Linked DNA regions of Ovis aries: region 1 is linked to region 2. The links are chromatin contacts, called in public Hi-C maps. All regions are on one chromosome and are shown on one strand. Each heading gives the region's core, a stretch centred on a gene start, on an enhancer-like site or on the middle of the called end of the contact. The rest is flanking DNA. Distances are from core to core; before and after follow the strand shown. Region 1 holds the start of EBF1 (EBF transcription factor 1). Region 2 has its middle 200 kb from the start of CLINT1.

Region 1 (4,334 bases), core at 515-3,014, 1.0 Mb before region 2:
CAGCCTTCCATTTTGCCTCTTCACAGATCTATAATCCTTCCAGTGTTTCCACCAACATATCCCTCAGGAACATCTACTTAATGCCTGGTAGAAGGTGTGGGGATCCTGCTGGGTCAAATGGATCTCTTCAAGAGCATCTTGGAGGAAGTGGCATTAGTTATGGTACCAGGGAAAAAGCTCAGCACATTAAGTGGTCCAAGTTAAGTGGTATGAGAGTGGGCAGGCTTTGTGCACAAGAGATAAAGCAGTGTTGAAGACAGTGGCCATGTATCCTCAGGCCTGAAATAGTCTTTCAACTAGTCTGGAAGTGGCTCTCACTTTCCTGCACTGTGAAGAGCACAAACCATAACTTCTGCCTGTCTCCATTCCATTCAACATGGGCATATGTACTTTTCTATCAATGACCCCATGAGCTTCCTAAATCAAAGGGCCAAGAAAGGCAGGCAGAAAGGGGACCTGGATTTCTGGCAGAGAATTTCCCCGAAGGAGCCTTTAGCAGATTTGGCTGCAGTCAGGGAGTTCCTTTGAGAGCAATGAAACAGAAGTTCACCATGTGCTTATTAGAGGTTACAACCTGCTAAAAAATGATGGGGTGCATTACCCAGAAACATCTAGCTATTTCCTTTGCCAGCCACAACCATATATGTTGAAAGATCTGAGGTAGGGGACCATTTCTTCTTCCCTTCCTTCTTCCCTCTTTCCCTCCCTTCATTCCCTCCTTCTCCAGATCTTTCTTTCTGGACAGGTCGCAGAGGCAGAAGTTGGGGGAGGGTTTGTTCAAGCTCCAATTTTAACAGAAAGAACAAGGAAGAGAGAAACCCTACACCAAGTAACTCATCAGAGACGTTGTTTTTGCTTTGGTAGTTACACTAAGGGAAGAATCTATTTGGGGGGCGGAGATGAGAGGGTGGGGATTGAACGCCAGCAAAATTTTAAAACGCAGCCTGGCACATCTACAGTGAGAGCATTCGTTCCACCGTTTACCTATCCATCCCGCAGAATGCGCCAAAGAAGTGAGCACGTGAGGCCAGTGCCTAACGCCGGCTGTCTCCAGGCAAGCGGCCCAGCGAGAAGTGTTTCAGAGACTTGACTAGAGGCAAAGCCCGGTCCACCTCTCTCTGGGGATCCACAGCGCTTCCCTTGCCCCGGCCCAGGGTCCACCCCTCTCTCCCAACGTGGAGGCAGTGCCCTCCGCGAGCTCCCAGCGCCGACCTCGCGCACCCATTTTTCCAACCCACCACCCCCTCCTCAAAGCGAAGAGGTGGGCACCTGGGATGCGCGTCCTGCTTTCTCTGCCCGAGCTCTCCCGTCTCCTCCACTTTTGCCCCCGACGTCCCAGAACAGCGGAGCAGGACACGACCCTGGGAGGGCGAAGCCTGTGCGCCTCGAGCGCGCTCAGAGCGCGGCGAGGATGCTAAGCGGACTGCAATGGCCAGGATGCAGACCCCAGCTCAAATCCCTGAGAAGAATATCCTCCTCCCCTTCCTTCTGTCTCCCTTCTGCCCGGCACTTCCCAGCTCAGCCCCGCTCCTCTGCAGCTCGGACGCGGGTACTCAACGATCCTTCGCTCGCCACTTTGCAAATAACTTTGGCCGGCTCCCCTGCGCCACCCGGTGAGGGATGTTAATGAGGGAGCGTGGCCCTGCGCTGAGAGCCCGGAGGCTCCGGGGCCGCGATTGGCTACGGCGAGGCGGAAGGATGACGTTATGCAAATGAAGGGGCGGGCCCTTGTGGCGCGGGCCCCGCCTCCTCCCTTTGGGGTTAGTGTGCTTGTGTTTAGCTCTGGGGAGAGTCAAACTGGATTCCATAGGGAAAGCCTGCAAATCACTTCTATTTTAGCAAGGAGAAAACAGAATCTCTATCTAGCAGGGTCCACCTCTCTCTCTCTCTCCCTCTCCTCTCCTCTCCTTTCCTCTTTCTGTCTTTCCCTACCCCCTCCCCCTTCCCCCCACCCTACTCTCCCTCTCTGGTGTATCTGTCTACGGCAACCAGCGTCCTCCTCATCTATACACGCTGAAAGGAAAGAAACATCTTTGGTTGGGAGAGAAGGAGGAAAAAAAAAGAGAGAGAGAGAGAGGAAAAACTTGCCTGGTTGTGGAAAATGACACTTGAAGTAGCAAAGCCGGCAGCGCGAGTTGAGTCTATTGTTTCTTAAATTGCCATCAGGGTTTTTTTTTTTTTTTTTTTTTTCTTCCTGCTTCTTCAAGTGAACGGTACCTCTACAAAAGGAAACTCCAGCCCCTCCTGTCCTTCACCGGCCTGTGATCATTACAAAAAAAAAAAAAAAAAAAAGCAAAAAAAAAAAAAAAGCAAAAAAAAGCACCCAAACCAAAAATTAACCAACCAAACAACCCCCAACAGCCAAGCACACATCTCTATTTTTTTTATTTTGGTCTTTTTGTTGGATTTTCCCTTCCTTTTCTCTCTCTCTCTCTCTCTCTCTCTTTTTGGGGGTTATCGCTCAATTTTGAGAGAAGGTTTACATTTTTTTAAAAATTTGCTTTCCAGCCCGCCTTGATCTAGCGCGAGTTCATCGACTCAAAAAAAAAAAAAAAAAATCTCTGGCTGGCGTTTTCTTTGCCTTTTTTTTTTTTTTTTCAAATTTTCAAGGGGGAGGAGATTTTCCACAAGAAAAGGTTGTTTTCATGTTTGGGATTCAGGAAAGCATCCAACGGAGTGGAAGCAGCATGAAGGAAGAGCCGCTGGGCAGCGGCATGAACGCGGTGCGGACGTGGATGCAGGGCGCCGGGGTGCTGGACGCCAACACGGCGGCGCAGAGGTGGGTACCGCTGGGGGACCGCGGCCGGGGAGGCAAGCCGCGAGCAGCAAAGCCGGGCGGCGGTAGCGGCAGTGGCCGCCGCGGGGTCGAGCCGCGCTCTAGCGTCTACGGCTGGGCTCTGCTAGCCTCCGGGGCTCCGCGCTCCCCGGCCGCCAGGTCTTGGTTGCCTGCGGCCGAAGAGCCAGGAGCTGCCTGCGAGGAGCCCACGATTTACCGGCACTTTACCCTGCCTGGTCTGTGACTGTTTTCATTTTGTTTTAAGCCAGAAGAGGCTCTCACCAGCGTGATGTTGGATATCTGTGTTTTTCTGTGATTGCTATTTCTTTTCTGGCCGGCTGTCTTTTCTTTCTTTCCTTTCATTTTTTTCCGCTTTTCTGTCATTTATTTGCCTTTTTTCATTTCTTTGCTTCTTCTTTGCTTTCTCTTCCTCTTTCTTCCTTTCCTTCCTCCTCTTTTTCTTTCTTTTTACCCTTTTCTCTCACTTGAAAACTTTCTTTCCTTCTCCTTCCTTTCCTGCTCCCTCTCTTCCTCCCTTTCTTTTCTTTCTTCCTCCTTTCCTTTCTTCACTTCCTTTCTTTCCCCCTTTCTTCTCCTTCCTTCTTTTCCTTCTTTCCTGCCTCTTCTTTCTTCACTTTCTCCCTCTTTCCTCTTTTCCCCTTCTCTTAACTCCTTTTCTCTTTACATTTCCCCCTAGAATCATCTTATTTCTCCTCTGATGCTCCTTTCCTCTTTGTAGTTTTCAGTTTTTCTTGGTCCACCCGGAGAAGAGCAACTCCTAACTTTAATTCTGACATCTTCTGAAAGTCTTCCCGACAGTCTGTAACTATGGCCCCTTCTAAGCCCCTCTGCCACTCTCAGCTCCTGGGATGCTCGGTTGTATGGCCTGGAGGCACTGCTCCAGGAGACTGACCTGGGGGAACTTTCCCCGGGCACCCTCTGTGCCCTTTCTGGGGACTCCTGGTCCCAACTGAGAAATGGTCCCCCCTTTTTTCAGGCCACCATTTGGGCTTGGGAGAGTGGGAGATATGGTGGCCCAAGACTCTATCCCGCCCAGAAAGAGCGGAAGGGGAAGAAGGAAGATGACTAATTACATCATCCTCATCTTCTCCGGGCTGGGGACAAGTGTCCACAACACTGTTCCCGTCCCCAGTGATAATAAGGATGGGGGTGGTTGGTAGTGAGAGTGAGTTGGGTAACCGGGCTAGAAGCGAAAGTGTGTGTGTTTGTTGTGTGTGGCGCGTGCGTGTGTGCGCGAGCCCTTGTGTCCGGGCAGGTCGAGCTGTCAGTGGCCTCACTGAGCCCCTGGCGCCCCAGGCGCCCCAGGCTCCAACCCCCGGGAGGGCGCGCTCAGCCGTCAGCCCTTGTTCATAGGATTTCTGGAAAGCGTGTGAGGATTTCTGCGAACAGTAAAACTTTGTCAGGACAGGTCTTTAAAAAAATCAATTCCCTTTCCCACAGCGACCACCCCTGACGGCTCTGAGTTCCACCCGCAGGTCCTTTTCCTCCACATGCTTTCCTTGGGGGGGTGGGGGGGACATGCAGCTTCCCGATGCCG
Region 2 (4,413 bases), core at 1,205-3,704:
CCTAATGTCCTTTTTGATGTTACTATGAGGAAACATCTTTCTTTTCTCTTTTTTTGTCCCTCAAATTCCCCACTGGTTTTTTATTTTAACAGTTTATTTATTTATTTGCCTGCAATAGGCCCTCGTTGCAGCATACAGGATCTTTAGTTGGGGCATGCAAACTCTTAGTTGTGGCATGTGGGATCTAGTTCCCCCAACAAGGGATCGAACCAGGCCCCCTGCATTAGGAGCACAGAGTCTTAGCCACTGAAACACCAAGGAAGTCCCACTTCTTTGTTTCTTATGCTGTCTTTGCCCTTTTTTCCAATCTCTTTTTCCCTTCCTGCTGCCCAAAATGTAGACATAACAAAGGCACAAGCAAGGATGATTTGGCTTGATCGGAATCATTCAAAGATGAAGATGCTCTCTTGAGCTTACCAAAACCATGCCCCCCAATCTAAGACATTTTCTGTCTTAGATTGCCTGTCTCCAAATGCCTGTCTCCTCTGGCCAGATTTCTCCATGAGGCCTGAAGAAGACGTGAACACTGAGGGAGATGATGAAGCTGAATCTCTGAGACTTTATAAGAAACTTCTAGAGAGGGCTAGTTCTCCATTAGCTAAATGTGGAACTGACCTGCGGAACTGACCCTGACTGCAACAGTACTTTTGAACAGGAGTGCAGGGAACTGGTTCTTTTGGGTCCTCACAAGGAGGTAGTATGGAGACTGGTAAGAAACCCCAGCATCATTAATCATCAAAGAAATGCCACTTGGCTGTCATAAGACAAATAATGAAAAAATGGGGCAAGTGACAGGGGCACTGAGACCCTGGTGGTATAGGGAGTCCCCTGCAGTGTTTAATTTAATGGGCAAGGAAAGGCCAATTTTCTCAAGGGCCTAAGGGTTTCAAAAACATTTTTCAATCGTATATTTTCATTTCAATGATAATTTCAGAAGAAAAAAAAAAGTGTCTACCAACTACAAGACCAAACTTCTCTTTTGCAGTGACAATTTGCAGTTGAAAGTTTACTAGGTCAGAATTTCCCAAATAGGGGTTGTTTTCTCCACAGTTCAGAGAATTTTTCTCCTTTAAAAGGGGGGTTCATACATTACACATGTTTAAGAAGCTGTGGTTTTCAGCACTGTCTTTTCAGGAAAGGGAAATCAAATTTGAATGTTCCCATGCTCTCCCATCAGTGTCTTTGTACCAGTTAACAACCAGACACACTTTGGAAAGCAGGGTTCTGGAAGAGCATGCAAGGCCTGGAGGAGGGGTGGTAGAGAATATGGAATAGCTGGGTGAGACATGAGGAACAGGACACTGATGCCAATGAGCAGAGGAGGACGTTGCAAAAAGCCTCTGGAGTACCATCTAACACTGTCAGGTGTCAGCCTCACAAATGGTCCGTGGGGACCCTGTGGCACCACCCAGAACTTGAGCTGCATCTACTAGGACAGCCTCGCACTCCTAGCCACTGTGTTCCTCCTGCCAAAGTCTGTACCAGCATCCCTTAAGCCCAAAACATTGGCTAGCCTGGGATTCCTGCTGTCCTCTCTCTAAACCCCACTTATTCTTCAAGGTTTACCTTTTCCCTGGCCTCTCCCAGTGTATCTTACTATCTATGCTACATACTTCATCACTTATCTATACACTGCTTGAAATGGTCACTGTTGATCAACCTACATTCCTCTTGTCTCCTGAAGAATTCTCATATGGGGAAGCCCTAGGAAAGCATCAGCCCATAATAATCTGTTATTTTCATTAACTACAAAGCACTTTGGGGCATATTTTCTTATTTTTACTCATATATCCATCCTATAAGGCAAATCAGATGGGAATTACTATAGATTTCTGTCAAGAAAAGGAAACTTTGGTAAATTATTATGAACCCATTTGTCAAATTCACAAGCATATTAACAAACTCTCTAATAGGCCAATCTCCATACTGGCCTGGGAGTCTCTTTGATCCTACATGATAAGCCATAAAATTTTTCTTCAAAAGAATGGCATACATCCTGGTCCAACATCCTCACTACTTGGCCTTCACAATACTCATCTGGGTTGCAATTTTGTAGTTATTTTGTGATCATGATCTTGCTGTAAAGTAGGTGTTTAATAAATATTTGCTGATGGATTCTACATCCTCCACTAGACTGTAAGTTTCATGAGAGAAATAACACATCTGTTTTGGTCATTAGCATCCCCTCAGCTCCCAAATAGTGTCTAGCACACAATAGGTCCTCATGAAATATTTACTGTTGAATGAACGATTTAGTCAATTAGTCAATGTCTAAATGCTCTTTTATGAAAAGCATTTGATATACCCACAAACACATTTCGTTTAAAAATCTTTTTGTCAACCCCCCCAAACCAGGGCAGTGAACCCAAAACAAAATAAAATTACTTCCAAGAAAATGAACTGTTCCCCAGTTGCAAATTGGCTCTAGATGCTGCTGCTTCACTCCCATTTACACTCTTTTCAGGCAGCTATTTCAGGTGATGGCATTATCATCGATGGAATTCAATAAAGTTACTGGCTTTCCCCCCCTCGATGTTTATTTTCTATAATCCGTCTTACAGCGGGAGACCATTATCCAGTCAAACAACGTTCAATTTCATCGGCATTACTGCTTCAAGGAAACATGCAGAGCGTTTGCACAAACGGGTGTGTAGTAAATTTAGTCTTTTAATAGGTTCATTCTTTATTAGGTATTTATTTCGGGAGGCAAAGCCCTAATTAGATTAAGTGGGGAAGCTAAAAAACTATGGAAACACACAGAGAGATTCCAGTATTAGATGGATTTGGTTTAGGTTTCCAGTTTTCCTTTTATTTTATTCTCTTCAGATGGCTGGAGAAATCCACACTGCAATCTCCAGTCCCTCAGATAAGAATTTGTGAAATGAAACCCAGCCAACATTTTGTGTAAGGAAGTCACATTTGTCTTTCTCCTACGCAAAGTTATTGTGGGACTGGAATCCAGGAAAAAGCAGCTCCCGGAGCCAATGGTGAACCCAATTTACTGTGGCAGATGAATATAACAAAGGTGGTGGTCTAGATGTTTGGCCTCAAGGCACAATTCAATTTTCAGCTGTTTCAAAGCTATTATGTCAAAGGCTGTTTGCATAAACATAATGTTGCCAGGGTAATCTTAAGGAAGGCAGCACTGGAGACGTCTGCCCTCTACTGCCCAAAATGGAAATAGCGTCTGGACATCTCTTCAATCCAGAATTGGACTACAAAAACGTCTATGATTCCACCAAATAATGGACCATCTCAGAACTTTCTGAAGTGTTTTTCTCAAGCTTTAAAACCAGATGTGATTATTCGGTTTTGTTTTGAGGGAGAAAATGAAGTAGACTGAGGATGTGATGAGTTGATTGATGATGTGGGAACCTAGAAGAAAGCTATTTCCCTTCTTAGAATCTAAAGGAAAATTCCCTTCACCCTCCCATCCACCCACACATATATATTTATATCATCACATTGATATTTAGTGTGTTTTTCAACACAGAAGAAACAGACAATGACTCACAGGAAACAAATCAATACATTTCAAAATGGACTAAAAATGTCACTATAATATATATATATAATGTTTATGAGGGGAAGAGTGGGAGAGGATATCTTTTCAGTTTCAAGTAAAAGTCTAGCTCCTTCTTTAGGTTTCTTCTCTTTAAGCTTTTTTTTTTTTTTTCAACAAAAACTATGCCAAGATCTATACTGTGTACTCCATACCCCAGAGAACAACTGTCAACATGTAAATATTTTTCCTTCCAAATACAGATAATTATTAACTGAGACAAGGGATAGGCCACTTTGGGGGAGAATATTTTAAGTAGGGTGCAACAGTGGCAGTGACCCCATATTCTGTAGCCTTCCAGGCTCCTCCGTCCATGGGATTTGCCAAGCAAGAGTACTGGAGTGGGGTGCCATTGCCTTCTCCGAAACAATGGGAAAGGTCACTGCAAATACATAGAAGGTATGTTCCAGGGGAAACTGCCCTAAACCCAGACTTGCATAAAGTCAGTCTTGAACTGTACTTGGAACAGAAAACTGCTCATTAGATGACGCTGGACCCAAGAATAAATCCTCGACTGGATTTTCTAAACTGATGTCCCTATATCCAGAGCTGTCCTTAAATGCTTTATTCTACAAATGGCCAAACCTTGTTCAAGTCACCGGACACAAGATGTTCCTTCGGCATGCCCAGGCCCCGAGTAAGGCCATGTACAAAGAGAGGACAACATGAAGAAATACATCAAAGTTACAGTCTAGTGCAGTTGATAGCTCAGGAAGAGAGACTGACATTCATTAGATTCATTAGACAATACCATCAAGTGATTAATTACAAAATGAGGAAGATTTTTTTAAATGATGTTCATAAGGCAGGTTTAATAGAGTACCTACACAAAGTCAGTCCCTATAATGGCA

The links. Hi-C and Micro-C count contacts between places; a contact is called where the count stands out from the background.
Region 1: a Hi-C map of tail adipose tissue shows a contact between it and region 2, with 6 times the contacts expected there. The contact joins the promoter of EBF1 here to the enhancer-like site in region 2. A contact is called at or near these places in 7 of 16 Hi-C or Micro-C datasets (hypothalamus, liver, muscle and 3 more).

Annotation. Positions count from the first base shown.
Region 1 is chr5:68,272,952-68,277,285 of ARS-UI_Ramb_v3.0, reverse strand. It overlaps EBF1 (EBF transcription factor 1), which reads left to right and starts at 1,764. Exons shown (of 16, transcript XM_012178874.5): 1 at 1,764-2,779. The coding sequence starts at 2,646. LOC121819668 (a long non-coding RNA gene) reads right to left here and starts at 1,590. Exons shown (of 3, transcript XR_009600725.1): 1 at 1,270-1,590.
Region 2 is chr5:67,232,717-67,237,129 of ARS-UI_Ramb_v3.0, reverse strand. No RefSeq gene overlaps it. Among named protein-coding and RNA genes, the nearest start is that of CLINT1, 200 kb to the right of the region's middle. Within about 2 kb of position 2,454, at least 5 of the 54 cell types and tissues checked have an H3K27ac peak or open chromatin away from gene starts, as enhancers often do. A contact at or near this core is called in liver and tail adipose tissue, where this site is marked.